Regions from separate parts of the Capsicum annuum genome. Here region 1 is linked to region 2. The links are chromatin contacts, called in public Hi-C maps. All regions are on one chromosome and are shown on one strand. The core of a region is the stretch at or near the end of the contact, and the rest is flanking DNA. Distances in the headings are between cores, read along the strand shown.

Region 1 (5,360 bases), core at 411-2,910, 310 kb before region 2:
TTTAGGACTTCCAAAATGAATACGACCCATCAGGAAGATTGGTTACATGTGCCAAATGTTAATGTGTCAACAGAGTGATATTATTAAATAATATTCTTCACAAATCGAGCAGAGATATATGCACAGCAGTGGAAGAAATTGATAAACAAAAACAGGCAAGACAGAAACTACTTATTTCCATTTGCCAATAAAGCAACTATCTGTACCTGATATGCCTTTGCCTGATGAGCACTCTAGCATGATGGATTGACTTAGCCATGCCAGTCTTGAACACAAGTGTTTGGAGACGACGCTCAAGAAAGTTCTCCACGGTGAGTGCCAAGACATAATCAAGCTTGTTTTGGCTCTCATCCAATAACCCGTACCGGTTCATCCTCCTCAAGAGAGCTTCACCTTCAAAGATACGGCGTGGGTCCTTCTCGTCCAGTGTGAGAAGCATTCTAGCAGCATTCCTGATACGGCTCAAAGCATACTGAACTCTCCAAAGTTCCCTCTTGCACCTTAGTCCATACTCTCCTACAAGCTTCAATTCTGCATCCAATCGCTCCTTCTCGTAGGGCCTTCGAGGCTTCTTAAAGGTCTTCCCATCTGAATTACAAATAACAATTATGTAAGATAGACTTAACATATGAACAAACTATACAGAGACTGAAGTTATGCACAAAGAGTATAACAGCAAAACAGCAAAATTGAAGATACAGAATATAAGACATACCGACTGACTAATATTAGGTCAAATGCTTATAACAAATTATGTTCAATTAAACATCAGTCAGTCAATCAAGTTATTAGCTAATGACTACTCACACATCAGATGAATTAAGCTAAACAACCCAAAGAATAGTACTCCCTCCATCACAATATGTGTGGCACACTTTGCTTTTTGATCCATTCCAAACACATGTCACCTTTTTATAATTTGAAACAACTTAACTTTAAAATTCATCTTTTAAAGTTAATGAAATGATTTATGGAGCCACATAATTGTGACGGAATAGATTATTTTGACTTCAAGGTAAACAAGAAGCCTCTCAAAACACATAGGCTCTATTAATCTCGTCATCTCATACTGCGCCTAATAGTAACAAAAAAGTCTTTAACCGCCTAAAAACGAAAATGGAAAAAGTCACCCAACTTCAAATTCAAGCAATACAATTGAAATTTATGTTCTAAACCAACTGATCGTACAATTATAACGTTCAGGGATGCCCATTAATGAAACAACTAATGACAAACAAAATCATATAAACTAGACAATTACTAGGCAGTCAGTCTCAACAATACACCAAGAATATTAGTGATATAAAACGACGTCAAATGCTGCATATATTCAAATAAATCCTACATAAACATTCATTAAAATTGTCCTATTGAGAAAAAAGATCGCTAACTTGTATTTAATCAAATAATGCAGAACGAGATTTTATACACAAGGAAGAAAGAAAAGGACGGCATTGTAACACTCACAGTTGCGATAAAAATTGACGTGCACCATGTTTGTTCGTCGTACCCTTCACTGTCTAGGGATCGAAGAGAAGGTAAGGGATACTCTTATATACTCGTATAACCCTAATAGGCCTTTAATGGATTCTAAAACTGTTGGGCCCAAAGTAGAAATTTTGACCCAAAACAGAATCACTTGCAACGAACTAAGTGGGTCAAGTTAAATTACAAAAAATGACAAACTTAACACCATAATTATGATAAATAATAATATTTTTATAAAATTATATTTTATAGCAAAAATAATATTATTTTGACGAACCACTCAATACATGCGTGTTTATAGCTATCAAAGAGTATATTATTTTCACTCTAACACTTATTCTCTTTCCTATTTTACTTTTACTGTATCTTTTTATTTTATTTTTTCAAATAGCTCATATTCTTCATATTTTTATTCCAATTTCTTTTCTTTTTCTCACATTTTTCATCTTAATTGATAAAGATTACGCTCCACAAAATAAGTTAACAATTAATTTTACAGTTATTACTCGGGTCCGTGATCCAGAGTAACGGTGAGATTGACGAGGATGTCTCGCACCGTATCGGGGCGGGATGGATGAAGTGGAAACTTGCATCGGGGGTGCTGTGTGATAAGAAGGTGCCGCCCAAGCTTAAAGGTAAATTCTATAGGGTGGTAGTCCGTCCGGCCTTGCTGTATGGAGCGGAGTGTTGGCCAGTTAAGAACTCCCACACCCAAAGAATGAAGGTGGCAGAAATGCGGATGTTGCGCTGGATGTGTGGACTGACCCGAAGGGATAGAGCTCGGAATGAGACTATCCGGGAGAAGGTTGGGGTGACTTCAGTGGAGTGTAAGATGCGGGAAGCACGATTGAGATGGTTCGGACACGTGAAGAGGAGGGGCATGGATGCCCCGGTCCGGAGGTGTGAGAGGCTAGCGTTGGATGGTTTTAGACGGGGTAGGGGTAGACCGAAGAAGTACTGGGGTGAGGTGATTAGGCGGGACATGGAACAGTTACAGCTTACCGAGGACATGACCCTAGATAGGAAGGTCTGGAAGACGCGAATTACGGCAGAGGATTAGGGCCTGTTCGGGTCGCTAATGTAGGGAGGTAATTGGTGGGGGTGTATTCCTGGTATGATTCCGTATTTCAATGTTCTGTTCCGTGTTCCGTGTTCTATGTTTGTTACGAATCTGTGTGCTTTCCTCTGCTTTATATTCCTGCATTCCTGCTTTACTCTGTTTTATATTCCTTATGGCTGCAGTATCTATGTTATGTCATCTGCTTCTGTGCTGTACTATGTGTTTGTTTGATATCTCGTAACTTGAGCCGGGGGTCTTTCGGAAACAGCCTTTCTACTTCATCAGAGGTAGAGGTATGGACTGCGTACATCTTACCCCCCCCAGACCCCACAAAGTGGGAATACACTGGGTTTGTTGTTGTTGTTGTTGTTGTTATGTTATCTTCTTCCCAAAATTCTATATATTTTATATTTTCTTGTTCATCATTGTCCTTGCGGATTTTTTTATACTTTTGCGATTTTTTTACTGTATGATTGTGGAGATTTGCTCTAATGGTAGAATAATTCAAGAAATCATTGAGTGTCAAAGAGGTGAGGTCGAAACATCATAATGATCCATAGAAGATGGCCGAAATAATGAACCAAAAAGGATTGAAGAAACCTTCATCTCCAAAACCGTCAAAATACACAAAGATCTGATTAAAAAAAAAAAGGAGAATCAAGCAAAATTTTAAGTCCTAATGTTGAAACTGTTTTGAATATGATTTTGAAAAATATAAAGGCGAAGAAGTATTTGTATATGTATTATTAACTAATGGGTACTTATATATATATATATATATATATATATATATATATGATGTAGAATCTGCAATAGACTGCTTCCTCTTCGGCGTAATTTCTGATTGAACTAATCAGTTGTATTGGTAGTCCTTCTAATTCAGATAGATCTGGGTTGGAATAAACACGGTCTAAATAACCGAATTTAAATAATTTTGCTGTGAAACCAGCTGATCCTCATGAGAAGATAGAAATCCTTGGATATAAACTTTTTATTTTGATGACTCCAAAAGTTTCTCCACAGTTTTCTGGTAGATTATAAACCTGTTTGGTAAATGTCAGATATTCTTCCTTTTTCGGATGGACTTTTCCTACCTGAAAAGAAGCAAACTTATTTTCTGAAGAGAAGTTAGTTCTTTTTTCTGATTTCTTAGAGGTTATTTTAATTTTTACTGATTTTATTACTTCAGAGAATTTTCTATGTTTGTGCTCGACTTTTAGCTTTGTCCGAAGACTCGGCCATCAGCATATCCGGGCTTACCGCCGAGATATTTTTTTCCCTAGTTGCTAGTGGGACATATCCTGCCACTTTATTAGCTTGACTTTTGGCTTTGTCCGAAAACTCTGCCATCGACATATCTGGGTTGCTTACCATCGAGATATTTTTGGCACTATGTGCTAGTGGGACATTTTCTGCCACTTTGTTAGGGATGATTTGTCATCCCATTGGTCTGATTTTCAGATGCTCGCATAGGAGTTGGAATTCCGTCATGTTTTCAGCTAGATCAATGTTAAATCGACTCAATTCAAATTGTAATTTCTTTGCTTTTCAGACAAGGTTACAAGTTCGTCTTGGATTTCAAATAACATGTTACTTTTTCCATTGATGGCATCGTCAATGTCATTTATTTTCTACCATATTCTGTTGATCAATACTTGAGTTCTATTGTCCATATTGGACGTTTCTTGAAAGAAAAACTGCAAAAATATTATCAGATCCTTTAATATTTTCAATTTTGAAAGTATAAAATGACAATAATACTTGTCATCTGTGTAACCTTCTGTATTATGGTTCTGAAGGTAGTTTATTGAATATCAGTCCTGATATTTGTGTATTGTCTGTTTTAACGACAAATGGTTTTGGTAATAAGAATATAAAAAACTTTCGTATTCCTTTTATTATTGCTAATAATTCTTTTTCATTTGTGGAATAGTTAACTTCAGCTTCATTAAATGTTCCACTGGTATATCTACAGATTTTATTTAAATCTATTTGTAATAATGCTCCCCATGATAGTCGAAAGCATCAGTTTGTAAAACTAAATTATCTTCTGATTTTGGTAATCTAAGCTTTTGTAGTCTAGCACACTATTCTTTTAATTTTGAACACAAAGAGTATGTTCATTAGTCCATCCAAGTCGATTTGACTTTCAAATGAGTTTTTGTAAAGGATTTCTCCTTTTTTGCAAGATCTGGAATAAATTCTCCTGCATAATTCAATCATCCAAGAAACTTTTGTATTTCTTATTTTGTTGTTAGTCTATTAGAAAATTCTGTTATTTTCTTCGAAATATGAGATTGTAATTCTATTCCATTTTTTGAAATTATTATTCCTAAGAATTCTATTTCATTTTTGCTTATCTATTCTTTCTTTTGGCTTAAAACAATTCCATTTTTAACATAAATATTTAAAAATTCTTTCAAATGTGTTAAGTGTTCTTGGTAGTTTTCTGAACAGACTAAAATATCATCTATGTAGACGGTTAGGAAATTCTTTTCAGAAAATATTCTATCCATCTTTCTTTGAAAATTTGTGGTACATTTTTTAGTCCAAATGGCATTACTAACCATTCATAATACCCATTAGGAGTACTAAACGCTGTTAGAGAGACTGATTTCTCTGAAAGTTTAATTTGCCAAAATTCACTTTTGCAATCAAAATTTGAAAAGTAGCTTTTTCCTTTAGCAGGTTAATTAAATTATTTTTATTTAGGATAAATAATCCATCAAAAACACAATTTTTACTTAGCGCTTTATAGTTTATGATCATTCGAGCTTTTTCTCTTTTTTGTTCTGTGTGGTTTCTTACCATA
Region 2 (4,891 bases), core at 1,823-4,322:
TTGAGAATTGAAACTCACTCGTTTAAGTATAAAATCATTATAAAATATTCCTATACCTCCATATATAAGATATACATCTCGTGCAAATTATAATAACAAACTATGACACCTAGATCATATTTAAAGTTCATTTTCAAACAAAAGATGAAACTCGAATCCATGAGCTTCACAAAAAGGGACCAACTTTAAAAGTGTGAAGTATCAAAGTCAATTCTAGCTTACTATATAGAAAAACATAAATAAAATTGCTTCGAAAAAACAATCAAGAAAATAAATGATAATCAAAACAATGGGCAAAGAATCACTAAAGATGGTGAAAAGCTACCATTTATCCTTGAAGTTAGTCTTGATATTCTTTTGAAATATCTTAAATATAATGTTCAGTTTATATTTTTTCAAAAGTGCTTATTATGTACATAACTTATGCTCCCTTCATCCGAATTCAAGTATTTTTCTTTTGGCATGTTTCAAATAAAAGTGTCTTTTTATATTTTGTGTGTTTTTCAACTTCAATATTTTACATGGAAAGTAAAATCACAAGCTTAAAAGGACTAAACACGTCTTTAATTAGATCACAAGATTTAAAAAATTTTCTATATTTTCTGAACTTGGTGTCCAGTCAAACTAACAAACTTAAATTGAGATAGACGGACTACTAAATTCTAATGCAAAAGAATAGCTTACGTGGTCAACAATCAACGTATTCTTTGGGAATAAACTTTTAATATGCTAAAATAATGATGCGAGATTTTGTAAATAAATACTATTCATTAACACGCTTGTCTTTTTTTTTTCTTTTGACATTTGTCTGTACCTGTTTGTTAGGAGCAATTTCTTCATTTGAACAAATAATTTGTGCACAAGTGTTTTATGGACACTCAATTATTTGATTTCGTAAAGGCATTAAGAGGCTCAACTTCAAGCTAAAACAATTTGCCTTGTCAAGGAATTGTGAAAAATACAAATTTCACACAGAAAGAAATAATATACAAATCAGTCTCTATTTCAAATGATGTGTAATAGGGATATTATTATAAAATTATTATGTTGAATTGTGACGATATATGAGTAAAAAAACACATTGCATTTTAGAGTCTTTACTGTATTTTCTTTCAATAAAAAACTTATATATGCATTTATGAGAAAGACTGTGAATTTTTACAACCAACTTATATTTAATCATCCATTATTAAAGAATCTTCATTTTCATCTGGAATGCATCTAATCTCTCCATTTTACATTCAATTTTTTCTTAAAAATATAAAACTGTAACACACTATTTTTCTAAATTTTAAATGCGAAGATGAGACCTACTTTACGTAGGACAAAGCACAATTTAGGTACCTTACCAAGTAGCAGGTTATCAATAATATGGTTAACGGGTGAAAATTATCCCTCTAAAACTTTTTCTGTTAATAGAACAATAACAACTGATCTTATTAGATAAAAACTCACGTCGTTGATGTGACATTTAACTTTTTTTTAAAGATGTGACCTTTAACGTTCGGTTGAGAGCAGTAAGATAATTCTACAGTGATTAATTAAGAATTTTATCTTGAATAAGTTATTCTTGAACAATATAATCGATGATGATGAATCTCATATATAAATATGTATTTTCTGCTTGTACACAGACTGACAATAGTGAATCAAAACAAAGCAACAAATCATTAATCAATCAAACCTATAAAATCATCCTGTTTTAACAAGAATAAATGATAGCCAACAAACTCAGCACCCGTATATGATGAGATGGTTGTTAATAAGACCTCGTATTTTCAAGCCACGTTAAGTAAAAGAGGGACTTACCTCATTCACAAAGAGCATTTTTGCTAGTATCCTTGATACCAATACCTTGTCACCTAAATATTTCTGCAATAATGCCACAAACAAAAAACATAAGAAAATACAACAATTCATTGCAGATCGTATTATAACGGTGAGAAAGAATCACATAGGAAAGAGCATTTCGCTTTAGAGAAGCCTCCACACAAGTGGTGATTTTCGTGGTATAAATATCATTTTGGAATAAGTATTCAGCTACTTTTGAATCACGCCCCATTGCCACAGCTTTAGATAAGAAGCAACTATCAACTTTCATGCACAACAACACAACGAAGAATAGATACTCGGTCAAATTTTCAGAAAATGAAGAAAGGAATAAAACCCACAAAAATAAAAAATCGTGGAAGTCATTGACAAACTGAAATCATTCAATTTATAAGAAAATTAATCGACCAAGCAGAGAAGCATGTAATGGACCATAGGAGTGAAAGACAGAAGAAAAGAGACAGATCAAAATTGACTTCCATTAGTAATTAAAGGTGAAATGGGGCTCAAATTCAACTTGATTGAAAGTGACTTTATAGTTTGTTCGCCAAAGAAAGCGGGAGCTTGTTTCACCCTCAATAGATATTTCAAAGAACCCATTTACCTTTAAATGACATCTTACCTATCGAAAGTCAGAAACAATTGTATATCCCAAATACGGATATGTGTTATGTATGTATCTATTTTTAAAATCAAATATACCACGTTCATCTAAAAATTATTCGATAAAATATAATAAACTAACTAAAAGAAGTTTACAAAAAAAGGTTAAAATTTTGCGAAACTCATAAATATATCATACCCAAATAGAAGCCAAAATATAACCAATAATCTCACTGATATGACAAACCCAGTTGCATAAAACTTTCACACAAATTTATTATTTCTTCATGATTGTTTGATGGAGTGTTTGGAGAGGAACAATAAAGAAGGTAAGACAAAAATGATGATATAAAAGAAGATGGAAGGCAGTGGTATGTATTAACAAGTGTCATCGAAAAAGAAATAAAAAAAATATAAATTGAAATACCAAAAATATTCATAAAACAATATAAGATTCCTGAAACACCTTTGATCGTACTACTTACTTTTACTTATTATAATAGTAGAAAAATATAATAAAAAATTATAATATAGTAAAAAGTTATAATAGTAAATAAGGAAATAAATATTTAAATTTAAAGAACCCATCTGAACCCTCGAAATTACAAGTAAAAATACATGTCTATAAAACGCAATCAAAGGAAACAAAATCATAATTTCTCTTAAAAAAGGGATTATCCAACCAAATAATAAAACAAATTATTTAAATGAACTAATATAAAAATGTTGTAATAACAATACGTAGTACTTAAAACAATCGGATCAAATTTAGGGTTAAGTTGCAAGTAGGTCTCAAAATCTGATTTGTTCACTCTTCTCACCCAGAGAGCTCTACGTCGGTGCCTTCGCCTGCTCGTCGGTCTTCCTCTTCGTTAGGTAAGTTCCGTCTTCCTCGTCGAGTTGTCGACACAGATAATTGCCAGTAACCTTCTCTTTTCAGCTGTTATTGTGTACGGTAAAATTGGATGAATACGCGTATCGTTTTTAGGGTAAACAGTTATGTGATGCATTTAAAGAGTTCACATTAGCTCTTGAAGTTTCATTTTTCATGAGAAGAGAGAGATTTGTGTTCCTCTCTGTAAATTTTGTTGAAATATTTTCAATATGAGCCTTTCATTGAAAAGAGATTACTCCAAAGAAGGGGAGCCTTGGAGAAACTGGTAAAGTTTCTATCATGTGACCGGAGGTCACTGGTTCAAGCCTTGGAAACAGGACAGAAATGCAAGGTTAGGCTGCCTATAATAGATTTGTGGTTGGGCCCTTCCCCGGACCCTGCACATAGTGAGAGCTTTAGTGCACTGGGCTGCCCGTTTTAATAGATTACTCGAATCTTAATGTATTTCCGAGTTGAAACTAGTTGTTTAGCTTCTTTTTAGTTCTCTTATCATTCATTTTTCATAGATGGCTGAAAAATTAAACTATAGCAAGTGAGGTGGGTTCAATAGAAAGGTGATATATTTCTTCATCTGCAAATTCCGTTGAATATGAGCCTGAAACTAGGTCTGGCACTAAGAAAAGAAAAGTTGTACAATCGATTCAGGTGCTTGGGGACATTTTGAAAAGTTTAAAGATGTTAATGGAAATGATAGAGCAGGGTTTAATTGTTATAGTCGTGATTATAAGGCTGATACCAAAAAGAATGGAACGTCTTACCAATTAAAAAAAAAAAGAAAAAAGAGGATGGAACAACGTCATGGAATACTGATTTAAAGAATTGTCCAAATATGTAACTGAACATTGATGCTGATACCACTCAAACAAAGTTGGACTTTCCAAAGGATGGGAGAATTATTTTAGCATGAAATAGTTAAGAGGACTTTAGTTGATATAATAATTATTGAAGAATTGCCTTTTGGATGGAGAAAAAGAGGGCTTTAGGAAATTTTTTTGTAAAGCTCAACTTCTATTTCTACCTCCTTCCCATAGGACAATAAAGGGATTGTTATCAAGTTCACAATGACCAGAGACTAAAGCGAAAGAAATATTTTAAAGAAGTACAACCGAAAAGTTCCTTTACCACAGGCACATGAACATCATGGCAAAGAATTAATTATATGTGTTTGACTGCTCATTTCACTGTTAGTGTTGATAACACTTCTTCAAATGATTTCATGGTTAAAGATTTGTCTGATCAATTAGATATATGGGAAACTAATATGATGGGTGGTACACATCTTCATGTGATATGTACAGCTCACACACTTATTCACTTAAATTTAGTAGGCGTTTGACTCTAATTCCAAGTTTTGATTTAAAATCAGCATTTGTTTATTAAATTTGCAAAAAATTTCAACTTCAATTTCAAATCTTAAATTCTTCAAAATGTTGGATTTCAAATTTCATCAAATCTCAATGTTTTTATTTTGTACTTATGGTGCATTAAGGTTAAGTTGTTTCTATTCAAATGCCCTACACAGTTTCGAGAAGTTCATTTGAAGTAAGGAAAACCCAAGAATCC

Evidence for each region. Hi-C and Micro-C count contacts between places; a contact is called where the count stands out from the background.
Region 1: a contact with region 2 is called in a Hi-C map of leaf, with 2.8 times the contacts expected there. The contact joins the promoter of LOC107870875 here to the promoter of LOC107870876 in region 2. A contact is called at or near these places in 3 of 5 Hi-C or Micro-C datasets (bud, leaf and placenta).

What each region holds. Positions count from the first base shown.
Region 1 is chr5:51,409,029-51,414,388 of UCD10Xv1.1, reverse strand. LOC107870875 (40S ribosomal protein S9-2) reads right to left here and starts at 1,660. Exons shown (of 3, transcript XM_016717563.2): 1 at 1,468-1,660; 2 at 207-588. The coding sequence starts at 1,495.
Region 2 is chr5:51,105,621-51,110,511 of UCD10Xv1.1, reverse strand. LOC107870876 (probable splicing factor 3A subunit 1) reads left to right here and starts at 3,072. Exons shown (of 7, transcript XR_007055742.1): 1 at 3,072-3,309.